2 separate regions of the Ovis aries genome follow, and region 2 is linked to region 1. The links are chromatin contacts, called in public Hi-C maps. All regions are on one chromosome and are shown on one strand. The core of a region is the stretch at or near the end of the contact, and the rest is flanking DNA. Distances in the headings are between cores, read along the strand shown. Region 1 overlaps LOC121818580 (a long non-coding RNA gene). Region 2 has its middle 71 kb from the start of TNFSF15.

Region 1 (2,932 bases), core at 150-2,649:
GGGCCAGCTTGTGCCAAGCTCACGGACCCAGTCTGAGATGGCCCTCCTGCTCCTCATTACAGCCACCCTGAGCTTCACCGCCTCAGTCTGGCAGGCCTGAGGCTGAGCCTGAGAGGAGAGCTCTGCAGCTGGTCCCGGGATGCAGGCGTGAGGGCGTGGGCAGGATGTGGCAGGGAGGACCAGCGCGGGCTCTGGTCTGCAGTTCTTGCGCTGGGCAGCTGTGGCTCTATCCCACCAGGGCTCCTGTGAGAAGCCTTGCCAGTCACGCCTCCAAATTGTCCCGGGGAAGGAGAGGTTGTAGCGCTCTCTTAATCCCGCTTGGGATGTCAGAGCTTCTCAGGGCAGTCCCACTTCCCACTTTGGAAACATCCCTGAGTTAGACCCCAGGAGGCTTCCCAGGTTCTGAAGAAAGCCCTGAGGCAGAGGGTGGGGAGACTTAGAGGCACGTGCTTGAGGGACAGCAGCCCACTGCAGCCACCCTGATAGCCGGAGGATGTCGGATACAGGCAGAGTCTGCGGGAGCAGCTCGGCAAGCTGCTTCTCACTCGGGGCCTTCCACTCCGCCCATGACCTGCTCACTCTATGGCCTAGGTTCAAAAGTCACCTTCTCGAAAGGGGCTTTCCTTGCATTCTATCTGAAGGTGTGATTACTCCACTCCCCATTTTCCCTCCCAGACCCTTCTCTGGCAGACTGGCCAGTGGAGCTGAAAACCTACTAGCCTAGATAGGTCGTCTGGGTGTTGGGACAGGTTCACACAAGACCTGCACCAGGCTTGGGTTGGGGTGGTTACAAAAGCACATGTGGGCTAAATCCCTTCAGTCGTGTCTGACTCTTTGCGACCCTCTGAACTGTAACCCACCAGGCTCCTCCACCCATGGGGTTTTCCCGGCAAGACTACTGGAGCGGGTTGCTGTGCCCTCTTCCAGGGGATCTTCCTGATGCAGGGACTGAAACCATGCCTCTTATGTCTCCTGCATTTGCAGATGGGTTCTTTACCACTAGCAGCACTGCCTGGGAAGCCCTCTTTACAGAAGTGTGTGCGTGTGCTAAGTTGCTTCAGTCGCGTCCAACTCTTTGCGACCCTATGGATTGTAGCCCACCAGGCTCCTCTGCCCATGGGATACTGGAGTGGGTTGCCATTTCCTTCTTCATCTTTACAGAAAACTAGGGGTCAAATGTCAGTGCTGGTCCAGGGAGAAGGTGCCAACGGAGTGCTAAAGCTTTGATTGACTGCCAGATATTGGGGTAGGAAATGTCAGAGTCAGGAACGCAGGCGAGGCAAGCACCTAGCAAAAACTAACCAGGCAGGAGGAAGTGGGAACTCAGGAGGAGACTGAAGGTCCGGTGTTATTTCCACAGACAGTGCCAGGCGGGCAGGAGTCTCTTGGGGAAGGACAAGACGTACTTCTAGTTCTGCTTTGTCATTTGAAGGGCACTTTCCCATCTCTGGGTTTGTCTGCCTCAATGTAACCACACCAGTGATGTCATTCAAGGTTGGGAGAAGTGACGACTTATGTACACACCTCAGTGAAGACACATTTCTATCCTGTAGGTCATTTTGAAATTCTGAAGGTAATCGGATTTTAAGACAGGAAAGAGTCTCTTTTTGAGTCTTGGTCCAAAGGGGAAGTGGCCTGAAGTGGCCCCTAGAATTCTGTAATGCAGAAGAGCAGGACCCTGCCATCTAGTGACCATAGATTTCCAAGCCCCAGATGAGAGCGGTCAGTGCTCTGTAGGCCAGCTCAGGTGTTCCTTTCTCAAGGACCTCGAGATCCCTGTCTCAATACCCCACGCTGGGAGACAGGCCTCAAGTCAGGAAGAGCCTGCAGAATAATGTGTCGGCCTGGGAGACAGAGAAAACAGTAGGTCGCGGGCCCTTATGTGTGCGGACTTTCTTCCCTTCTGACTCAGTTACAACCAGCAACCTCTTTCGTTGTTTGTACAGCTGGGTTCTGCAGTTCCTCAGAGTAAGCTTGAGTGGTAGGGGAAAGACGTTCTTCTTTACCCTTAAAACCAGGGTCTACAGTATGGGCCGGCTCCCTGGCCAGCCTTGGCAGTGTATCAAGGGTCCAGCTGACCTTTGAACAACAGGAGTTTGAACTGTTCACCTCCTGTATACAGGGATTTTTTTTCCAATAAATATGTGCTGCTGGATCCGTGGTTGGCTGAATCTGGGAATGTGGAAATGTAGATACAGAGGGCAGCCATCGTCATGATTCCTGGGTGATGAGGTTCTAAGTTAAAGTGTTCCATTTTAATCCTAATTGCTTTAAGGAAACCACCGCCTCAAGAGTGTGGTTTTGAAGTTACCTAGTGTTTCTGTATCTCAGTTTCCTCCTCTGGATAATGGACATACTGGCGTTATTTATCTCCTAGGGTTTGTGTGTGTGTGTGAAAGTCACACATGTTTCTGCCCGAGAAGCACTTACAGTAGTACTTGGCATATATCCAGAGCTGTTTCAAGTGTTCGATGATATTATTTTTGGCATCATCACTCATTTAAAGACGGTGAATTTGAGGGAGAGAAATCAGGTATTATTTTCAAACTAGAGAAGCCCATGTTGGGAGCTGGGGTGCGCTTTTTTGTTTTAGTTATCTTCTGTCTTACTTTTCTGCAGAGAGATTTGTGGGGGTTTATACTTCCCCGGTGGCTCCATTGGTAAAGAATCTGCCTGCTGTGCAGGACCCCTAGGTTCAATCCCTAGCTTGGGAAGATCCCTTGGAGAGGGAAATAGCAACCCACTCCAGTATTCTTGCCTGGGAAATCCCATGGACGGGGGAGCCTGACAGGTTACAGTCCATGGGGGTCGCAAGAGTCGGACACAACTTAGCAACTAAGCCTGCCTACCTATGGGTTAAACAGAAGCAAAATTGAGTCACTGGGAAGCGAAAGGAAACAGGAAGGATCTAGAAGGAGTAGATTATGCTTCA
Region 2 (2,887 bases), core at 173-2,672, 280 kb before region 1:
TTCAACAAAGTCTTCAGATCCCAAAGGGATTTAGAGGTTAAAAAAACAAAGAGAGAGAGAGACTTCTAAGAATTGCCTTCAATGGAATGCTTCTCCATGGCAAAGATCCAACACGGCCTGCATATTTTTAGCATTTATTAAGATGGCTAATTGGGCACCATTAGAACACTGGGAGAAATATCAATAACGTCAGAAATGCAGATGACACCAACGTTAAGGCAGAAAGTGAAGAAGAACTAAAGGGCCTCTTGATGAAAGTGAAAGAGAAGAGTGAAAAAGTTGGCTTTAGGACTCAGCTTTCAGAAAACTAAGATCATGGCATCCGGTCCCATCATTACATGGCAAATGGATGGGGAAACAGTGGAAACAGTGGCTGACTTTATTTTTCTGGGCTCCAAAATCACTGCAGATGGTGATTGCAGCCATGAAATTAAAAGACGCTTACTTCTTGGAAGGAAAGTTATGACCAACCTAGACAGCATATTAAAAAGCAGAGACATTACTTTGTCAACAAAGGTCCGTCTAGTCAAGGCTTGACTGTGGTTTTTCCAGTGGTCATGTATGGATGTAAGAGTTGGACTATAAAGAAAGCTGAGTGCTGAAGAATTGATGCTTTTGAACTGTGATGTTGGAGAAGACTCTTGAGAGTCCCTTGGACTGCAAGGAGATCCACCCAGTCCATCCTAAAGGAGATCAGTCCTGGGTGTTCATGGGAAGGACTGATGCTGAAGCTGAAAGTCCAATACTTTGGCCACCAGATGGGAAGAGCTGACTGGAAAAGACCCTGATGCTGGGAAAGATTGAGGGCAGGAGGAGAAGGGATGACAGAGGATGAGATGGCTGGATGGTATCATCCACTTGATGGACATGGGTTTGAGTGAACTCCGGTAGTTGGTGACGCACAGGGAGGCCTGGTGTGCTGCGGTTCATGGGGACCCAAAGAGTCGGACACGACTGAGTGACTGAACTGAACTGAACTGAAGAATGTGGGGACTTATATGAGTCAGACTTAGGCTGGCAGTTGTGTTAAGGTGAAGGTAATTTGTGTTTAATTTCTTTGGACTGTTCAATCTTCATAGATAACCACCTATGGGAGAGATTGGTCTGGAAAAAAAAAAGGTTTCTGTAGTTCCTGGAGAAGTTAGACATTCTGTTGTTCTTTTCTCTTAGAATTACCCAGTCATGCTTGAGAATATTTTCTAAGTTTCTAAGAAGTTGCCATAGCTATAGCTTGGTCTGTTTGTACTGAAATCAAAACATTGACATGGTAGGTTTTAAAAAGAAGTGACAACTTTTGGACAATAAAACTGGGTGGGGAAATTACCCAATCTTGGGCAGAGTTCAACTAAAGTGCTACTTGCTGACAACATCGTTGAGCTGTGCCGAGAGTTCAAGGTCATGCGGACCCTGACCACTCAGGGTTTCTGTGTTTCTGTCAGAGAGAATGTTCTCGCTTTGAATGTGCATTAGGGGCTGGGGCCTGGCCCTGGCTCTGAGCTTTGTTCTTGGTAAGACCTCAGGAAAGGAATTTTTCCTCTCGGAATTTTATTATTGTCCCATATTTAAATGGGCATGTTAGATTCAGTGGTCTCAAAGATCCCTTTCACTTCTGGAATTTTAGGATTCGGTGAGTTCTGTTTTTGTAGCTTTGTCGCCCATTTGAAAACCATATCCTTTCCATTTAAATCCACCAGAGGGCGATATGACCCATGTTTTGGCCCTGCAGCCCCTCCTCCCACCCCCGCCTCCCCCTCCCCCAGTCTGAGAGACCTGATCGCGAAGATCCAGTGCCTGCCTTTTGTGGGAGAGAGATGGGAAAGGACACTATTTAAGTTGTTCCTTAGAGCTACAGTTAGACAAGGGATCTTCATATCTACTGCTCTTTTGATCTCACATCAGTTCCCTGTGCCAGATGCTGTCCTCCCATTTCGCAGGCTGGGGAACCCAGGCTCACAGTAGTGAAACGATGGGTCTCAGGCTACTTGGATTTCCAGTGGTGGCCTCGGACCTCATCTCCTCCTCCCCACTCATTCCTTTGGTCATCTTTCACTGGGCTTCAACAGACTGCCTCTGTTTCTAACGGGTTTATGAAAGGACAATTTACACAGGTATTGACTAGGGCAGAGTTTGAATCTGTATTCGATAGAATTGGGATAGGAGCTGAACAGCATGTAGACCAGAGCTTCTTTTCAATAAAGCTCTCCTTTGGAGATTTTGGGCTTCCCTGGCGGCTCAGCTGGTAAAGGATCTGCCTGCAATGAGGGAGACCCGGGTTTGATCCCTGGGTTGGGAAGATCCCCTGGAGAAGGGAAAGGCTACCCACTCCAGTGTTCTGACCTAGAAGATTTCATGGACTCTATAGTCCACGGGGTCACGAAGAGTCGGACACAACTGAGCGGCTCTCACTTTCTCTTTTCACTTTGGAGATTTAGACTAAAACTAGCAGCCAACAGGAGCTCTCGTGGTCCTGGTTCTAAGTTGTAGATGGCAGAATCTACTCGGGCTCATTTAAGTAGCAAAGGAATTTTTGAAAGGGTTTTAGGAAACTCTCAGACTCTCCAGGAGCGCTGAGAACAGGAATCTGAAATGTATGAAGCCAGAATCCTGACCAGTCCCACTGTGGGGGCTTTTCTAGGAAAAAACCAACTGCCACCACTGCTTGGCGCTTATGGTGTTTGGGGCTGGGTCCCACTGCGGGGATTACCACTGACTGAGCTGCTTCTATGTGCAGGGCATATACCTTATCTCAACTGGTCCTGCGGGACTTGGATCATTACCTCTCATGTACTCATACTTGCCCAATTAAACCCAGGCTTCTCAAAGCCTGGACTCCAGCAGAATGAGATTAGGCTGGAGTTTGGGTCTACTCCCAGTCCTGAGAGGATTT

What was found. A called contact is a pair of places that touch in the nucleus more often than the background predicts.
Region 2: a Hi-C map of liver shows a contact between it and region 1, with 6 times the contacts expected there. The contact joins two enhancer-like sites. A contact is called at or near these places in 12 of 16 Hi-C or Micro-C datasets (blood, hypothalamus, liver and 5 more).

Annotation. Positions count from the first base shown.
Region 1 is chr2:8,774,083-8,777,014 of ARS-UI_Ramb_v3.0, reverse strand. The region is part of intron 2 of LOC121818580 (a long non-coding RNA gene); the gene reads left to right. Among named protein-coding and RNA genes, the nearest start is that of TNFSF8, 81 kb to the left of the region's middle. Within about 2 kb of position 1,399, at least 2 of the 54 cell types and tissues checked have an H3K27ac peak or open chromatin away from gene starts, as enhancers often do. A contact at or near this core is called in liver, where this site is marked.
Region 2 is chr2:9,056,281-9,059,167 of ARS-UI_Ramb_v3.0, reverse strand. No RefSeq gene overlaps it. Among named protein-coding and RNA genes, the nearest start is that of TNFSF15, 71 kb to the right of the region's middle. Within about 2 kb of position 1,422, at least 4 of the 54 cell types and tissues checked have an H3K27ac peak or open chromatin away from gene starts, as enhancers often do. A contact at or near this core is called in liver, where this site is marked.